Regions from separate parts of the Danio rerio genome. Here region 2 is linked to region 1. The links are chromatin contacts, called in public Micro-C maps. All regions are on one chromosome and are shown on one strand. Each heading gives the region's core, a stretch centred on a gene start, on an enhancer-like site or on the middle of the called end of the contact. The rest is flanking DNA. Distances are from core to core; before and after follow the strand shown.

The links. Hi-C and Micro-C count contacts between places; a contact is called where the count stands out from the background.
Region 2: a contact with region 1 is called in a Micro-C map of caudal fin, with 8 times the contacts expected there. The contact joins the promoter of bhlhe22 here to the enhancer-like site in region 1. A contact is called at or near these places in 6 of 18 Hi-C or Micro-C datasets (caudal fin, embryo, hematopoietic stem cells and 1 more) and 2 of 4 datasets of contacts at active chromatin or transcription factors (embryo and gastrula embryo).

What each region holds. Positions count from the first base shown.
Region 1 is chr24:28,221,634-28,225,242 of GRCz12tu, reverse strand. ythdf3 (YTH N6-methyladenosine RNA binding protein F3) reads right to left here. Exons shown (of 5, transcript NM_199870.1): 5 at 3,513-3,609. Among named protein-coding and RNA genes, the nearest start is that of ythdf3, 16 kb to the right of the region's middle. Within about 2 kb of position 1,567, at least 3 of the 62 cell types and tissues checked have an H3K27ac peak or open chromatin away from gene starts, as enhancers often do. A contact at or near this core is called in caudal fin, where this site is marked.
Region 2 is chr24:28,415,129-28,418,737 of GRCz12tu, reverse strand. bhlhe22 (basic helix-loop-helix family, member e22) reads right to left here and starts at 1,722. Exons shown (of 1, transcript NM_200955.1): 1 at 1-1,722. The coding sequence starts at 1,525. The coding sequence ends at 740.

The sequences.
Region 1 (3,609 bases), core at 318-2,817:
GAATTAATTGTGGTTAAAATAAATAGAGAGATGTGTGAAATATACAATTTTACTTTTGATCTTGATAGCTTTTGCATTGCAGTTGTTTAATAATAAATTGAATAAACATTTTATAAATATTTAATTACTGGCTTTAATAAATTATTATATTTTCCTAATCACTTTAATGAGCTCTGTACTTTATATTCAACTTAATAATGTAATATATTGCATCTTTGCTATATTTATGTAAAATACATTGGCACACAAAACTTTTTATATATTAGAATTTTGTGATTTTCTTTTTAATCTAAGCCTAAACCCCTGTTTATTTTTTTAAACATAGCACTGTTGTTGGATTAAATACTTAAACTTACAAAATAAAACGAAGACAGTCCTGGTGTATCAGTGGATAAAGGGAATGACCTCTTGCTTTGCCTTAAAATAGATAACCTATATTTTGAAAAACAAAATTCATATATTTTGGTCTATTTGAAAAGTATTGAAGAATTAAGATGGTGATTCTTTTCTTGAACTGACAGACATTGAAAGAAATGTAGACAAATATGTTATTGCTGTATTATTTAATAATATATTGTTATATTATTTTTTTTCTTTCAAAATGTGTTAAGGTATTTTGAAGGTATATTATTCTTGTTGTATTTTTGTTTTTGTATTATTTCTTTAAACTTAATGAAAAATTTTTTTTTACTAAACTGAAAAATTAATCCTGTCAATTTTAAAATGTTTAATATAAAAAAATATTGTTCAAAAAAAGTTGCATCTGCGTATCTTAATGTATATTTTACATTGATTTGGACATTGAGAGATTTAATAAAATTAAATACATATATATATATATATATATATATATATATATATATATATATATATATATATATATATGTGTGTGTGTGTGTGTGTGTGTGTGTGTGTGTGTGTGTGTGTGTGTGTGTGTGTGTGTGTGTGTGTGTGTTTAAGCCTTGCAAATGCTCCTCAGCAGGTAAAATTGAAATGTGTTAGACAATAGCGCCACCCAATGGAGGATGAACACAGCTCAGGTATAATCTAACCAACAAACGAATGAACTCGTGTGAATTTTTTCCTGTGTAATCTGTATAAAACTGATTTTCATTTTATACAACTCATTTACACATTGCACTTTAAACGAGTATTAGTTTTTCCATAAAATTAGCATCCCAAAAATCATATCTCTAAAATAATGCAGTATTAAATATTACATTTATATTGCATAATATTCTAATTAAAACTAGCTCTGGTAGCTCTGCCTTGCAACACATACATAAATCCAAACCTGCTGCAGTCAAGACAACTTTCAGTATTCGTTTCCATAAATCTATATTTATTTTTTTCAAATCAGATTAATCACATCATACCTCAGTTAGCATCAGCATCGTTAATAAGCATTGATTTACAGTAACCTATACAAACATGGCCTTATACCGAAGCACACAGAGGAAAGGGGGCAGAAGGCGTCTCATTTTGCCACAGTGTCATCGTCGTGCTCACTCCAACCATAAAACGTGAATCCAAATCGCAGAGTCAGGTTTTTCTTACCCACAACCTCCTGAACCGAGAACAGCTTAAAATGGCAGCTTCCAGTCAACAAACAGGAAATAGCAGAGACTGTAATTACTTTGCGTTACTCACAGACGTTTGAGAAGATCAAGTCTTCTCAGAAGAGCCGCTGGAAACATTCAGACCATAGCAACAATATTAATCTATCAATCAATCGATCTATCTATCAATATAATCAAGACCTAAATAGATTGGTTCATTTGCTTGGCCTCAGTATATACTTGCAAACGGCAAAACTGAAAGTTCTCATGCATTATGAATTTGGACAATACAAATAATGTTCTGCATCCATTAAATAAAGAATTGGAAAATCTCGTTCTCTCAGAGTTCTGGAAGCTGGAATACATTCTAAAAGGAAAAGTAAAAATATAGATAAAGTGGAGAAAATTATGTTCACATTGCAGCTTCCGTAATTCAGACTAAATCCTGATTACATTCTGAAAGAGACAAATTCAAAATGTTGGAACGCTAAACGAGGACTGTTTGTTTTAGCTAGCGAGTGGCAATTCAGACAAAAAAAAAAACTATGGAATCGCTAAAGATATACGTTATGTTACTATATGTTACTAATTTTAGGTAGTTAGTAATATATAGGAGAAAACTGCCTCGTTCTCAATAGCTTTTGGCAGTTTAAAAAAAGTCTAAATGTGAGTTCTCTGAAATATTGAATAATAATTGAATAATCTTTATTTTAGTTTGCTAGTCAGAGCTTCAGCAATTCAGACTGAATCTTAATTACAAATTAAAAGAAATCCCAAAGTTTGTATAGCTAAGCAAAGATATTTGTGTTAGCCGAGTCATAGGTGAAAAATATCTCATTCTCTCAAAGGCTTTGCACTTACAAATAAGGTTGGATTTCATTTTGAAACTAAAAATGTGAACAATGTTATGTGAAATGTGAAAATTATGTTCACACTGCAGCTTCAGTAATGTGGACTAAATCCTGATTACATTCTGAAAGAGACAAACTCAAAACATTGGATTGATAAAACAAAATATTAAGCAAGTGAGTCACCTATTAATTCAGCTTCATCAATTCAGACTAGATGCTGATTAAAATATAAAAAAAATAAACAAAATGTGGATTCAGCAGCCTGATCTCACAAGGAAACGCAAGTATTTTACTTTTGTCAATTTAGTGGCTATTCGTACGAGTTCAGGCGTACGAAAATATACAATTTTAAAAAGGAGGCGCGGCCCCCAACCCCGCCCCTAAACCCAACTGTCATTGGAGATAAGCAAATTGCACTAAATTGTCTGAATGAGATTGTGCGAATTCATACAAATTAGCCACTAAATCAAAAAGTTCCAGAAGAGATTCAGCAATTCTGACTTTAGCTGGATTACATTCTGTAACGAAACTCTAAAAACATGGATAATGTGCAGAGTAAATTACGTCTCACTGATTTTCAGCAATTCAGACTGAATCCTGATTACTTTCTGAAAAAGTAAAACTCAAAACTTTGGATCACTAAACAAGGAAAAGTATTGTTTATTTTAGATAGCCAGTCACCTATGGGAAAAAGTCGTCACCTTTTCACTCAACTTCGACAACTCAGACTGGATCCAGATTGCTTAATAAAAGAATTAAAAGTTCTTATTTAGCTTGTTATATAATAGACTTTCTCATTCTTACTGAGCTTTGCCGAAAACATTCTGAAAATAATAAATGTGGCATTGCTAATGTGGCAAGGATACAATTCATTTCAAATCACGAGTCACCAGGATGACAAAATGATCGGAATGAGATTCGGAAATTTAGATTAAATCCTGCTTACATTCTGAAAGGGGAAAATAAATCAATTGTGGGGTCGCAAAACATGGACTATTATATTAGCTAGTAGCTAACTCACCATCAGGAGAAAACTGTTAGCTTAAGAACTTCAGACTTAATCCTGATTGCACTGTGAAAAAAAAAAAACTCAAAACATGGATCGCTAAACATGGATAATGTTTATTTTAGCTAGTGAGTCACCTATAGGAGAAAACTGTCACGTTCTCACTGAGCTTCGGCAATTCAGACTGAATTCT
Region 2 (3,609 bases), core at 473-2,972, 190 kb before region 1:
GAAACTAATATATCTACACTGCTTCAAGTCTCGACCTGACAACAAGTTAAAACCTCCAAGTCCCTATATTGCCAAACCGCATGTGTGTGTTTATAATAAAAAGCCAAATCGGCGAGATTTACAGCAATGATGACAATGCATAATCAGACCAGGCATGCAGACCCATCCATTAAGAGAAATAAAAAAGTAAAACAACTTTTCTTAAAGAGTCCACCAAACTAACAATATATTAGCTATATTACATTTTTTAAAATCAACAATCTCTGCTAAGCTTTCGGGAAATTACACGTAGGCTACTTTGGAATAAAGTCCAATACGCTGCTTCTCCTTCCAGCCGATGCTTTTAAAACACAGATGTCACTTGAAAGCAAACATTTACAAAACATAAATTGAAAGTAGCACGTATTATTGCAAGGTAGAGTTCAAAAGTTTGGCATCATAAACAAGGTAAAACATGGTTGCATGTTGTCAGGTCATTCTGTAGGGTCCACATTAATTAGCTGTTCATTCTTCATCATCAGACATAGACTTTGTTTGGTTTTAATCCCACGCTCACCAGCACTTAAAGTATAGGCTATACCATTTATGTACACAATCAGTGTTTGTTGGAATGAAGTTGTAAGAAAAGTTTTAGCATTCTTCTATTGTAAAACCGCTGGCAAACATCAGTCTCTCTCTTTTTTTGTTTTCTCAGAGTCAAAAGTTGCGCATGTGCTTCTAGAGTCAGTCGCTGCAGAGTTTAAGGCTTGTCAGTGCATTGCTTACACAGGCTGGAGGTGACATTGTTGAAAAGGGCACATTTGTCTGGACAGGAGGATGCTGCAACTCCTGCGGGGAACGGGTAACCAGCCGGCTGCTCGTATGCGCTTAAACCCGGCGTGAGAGCAGTGGTCGCGGGCAGCGAGGCTGCTGAGATAGCCTGGCCTTGGTTGAGATACGCAACCAGCCGTCTCATCTCCTCCAGCGCCTGCGCCTGCATGAGGATGTAATTTTTGGCTAAGAGCAAGGTGGCGATTTTGGAGAGTTTCCGTACAGACGGACTGTGCGCGTAAGGGATGACCGCGCGCAGCTCATCGAGCGCATCGTTCAGATCGTGCATTCTCCGTCTCTCCCGGGCGTTGATGTTTAGTCTCAGCATTTTCTGCTCTTTGTTTTTCTTACCTCCCTCGGACTTTGCGCCGGGCACCGTCGTTCTTCCGTCCGTCATGAGCATCATCTCGCACCGCTCGTCGCTGTCATCGTCCGGGCTTTGCTCGCCGCCGCTGCTCTCCGCGCCTGAAGTCCTGTTGGCGCTCTCGCCGTATTTCACACACAAAGATCCGGTCGGCAGACCCAGCGTGCCCGCTCGCCCCCCGGGCTGCACCGGGTCCGGGTCGTTTTGCTCGAAACAGCTGATGGGCGACTGGCTGTCCCGGGCGGAAAGATCAATACCCGCAGTCGGTCGAAACGAGTCCATCTTTTTGCTCGAGACGGCGCTGAGAGTTTTGTGAAAAATGTCTCCGCCCAAGTTTATTCTCCTGTCCATAGTCTCCAGAAAGTCGGATGCGCCGCGGTGACAAGGCTTCGCTCAGCCGCTGTCCTCTCCTTAAGTTTCTACTCTCTGAAGTGGAGTTGATGTTGATGGCTGCTCCACTTGTCAAGTGAGGTGTAGAGGCAGTAGCTCCTCCTAAAGTGCTCTACACTGCGTTTATCGTGTTGAGACGCACTTTGTAGATCTCGGCAGCGATCAGCATCAGCAGCAGAAGGGGGAGTCTTTTACATCATTATCTCAAGTCGGCCTATTAATATGAAGAAGATTCGCCTATCGGGAGTGAGCGCGCGCCACCCAATCAGGTTAACGTTTTAATTAATGGGATTAAAACGGTAACAAACAATCCAAACGGGGTTCTCGCAGCTTTGCAAAAGCACCCCAGCTCTTTTATTGCTCTTCCCATCTGCCTAAATCCAATGAACAACTGTATTCAAGCCGTTGCAGGAGATTTGCCGTGCAGATACATGCAGAATAACAACTTCTGGGTTCTACGTTAGCGCGCTATGTTTTAGTTGGACTCGCTTTTCATGTACGTTTGTGTGGCTTATTTTAGACAAAATGTCTAAAAGGTTTTCCGCTAAAAAATCTGAGCATCATCGAACATTTTCTTTTTATCTTGATGTAACAATTCAGGACCACTGATCTCGAGGTAAAGGATGTTTTAATTGAATTGTCTCGAGAAGTAAAGGAAAGACCGTAGAAAAGTGAAGGAAAGCACTGTTATTTCTGTCGTAAGTGCATATTGCATCTGTAATCCAAATATAAAATAAGTCTTACAAGTGCTGTTTGTAACTTGGCTTCATAAATGTATATCACAATATAATAATTTTTTAGATAATTGCAATTAAAATTATTTGTGAATAAATAAATATCTTACAGGTAGAACTTGCATAGATAAAGCCTTTATTTTCTAATATTTGTGGAATTAAATGTATTTTACCCGCATTTGTTGGAAAGAGCTGTGTATTCATCACACAGTGACTGATTGATCTTTGACATTTGTATCAGAAGCATGAATTAAAAACGCAACACTTTAAATAACCGTAATTTCGCGTGTGTGGTTGTAAGCATTTTATAACTGAATTCCTAAAACTTGATCTTCGTTTGGCCTATTTACATCGTATACTCTGCTGTAAGTCACATTGACAGTGTTAATGTGCGAACTTTAGGAACAATGCCATGTTTATGAGATTACGAGAAAACCGCACATTTGTGGGTGCGAGTCGCCCCCATGCGATCATAGTCGGCAACTTTCTTTCTTTCTTTCTTTCTTTCTTTCTTTCTTTCTTTCTTTCTTTCTTTCTTTCTTTCTTTCTTTCTTTCTTTCTTTCTTTCTTTCTTTCTTTCTTTCTTTCTTATTTATTTACACACTTATGTGGCGGGTCCCTGACTATATTTTTATTATATTATATATCAGCAGTAATGTTTAACTGTTTGTTCCTAAAATAGATAATTATCAGAAAACATATTTTCCTTCATGTTTGCACATAAGTCAAAATTGTACATTATTTGTTGCTACTTTTCCCATTATACCAAAAATAAGATTATATTAGGCTGGAAGGTCAGACATGAGCCAAAGTCTGCTTTCCTTTCAGGCTGTCTTCTATTTACTTCATGGAATTGGAAGCATGTCAGTTTTTCAGATTTTCTTTAACTCTGCTGCCAGATTATTTTATAAAACAGACTATCAGCAGGTTTTTTTTCTCTCTCTCTTTTCCCCCTTTTTTGATTTATTATTATTATTTTAAAAATTGTATTATCCTATTAAACTGCCAATGTCACTATAGACCATTTCATTATGGTGATGTCACTGGCCCATAAACATTTCCTGCTTGTCAAACTATTTTGTAACTGTAACAATAGGCAATTTAATCATATCTTAACATAAAAACAGCTGTCATAGCATTATTTATCAATATGTGGACCTTTTTGGATTCTTGGAAGCTATGGAAATGAAAAATGTAAAACAGGAAATAGATTAGGAACATTGTTATTGTTTACATCCCTCAATTTTTCAAACACAGCTCACGTGTTTATGTAATGACTCTCTCTTGCCACATGGTGTCAGGCTTTACACA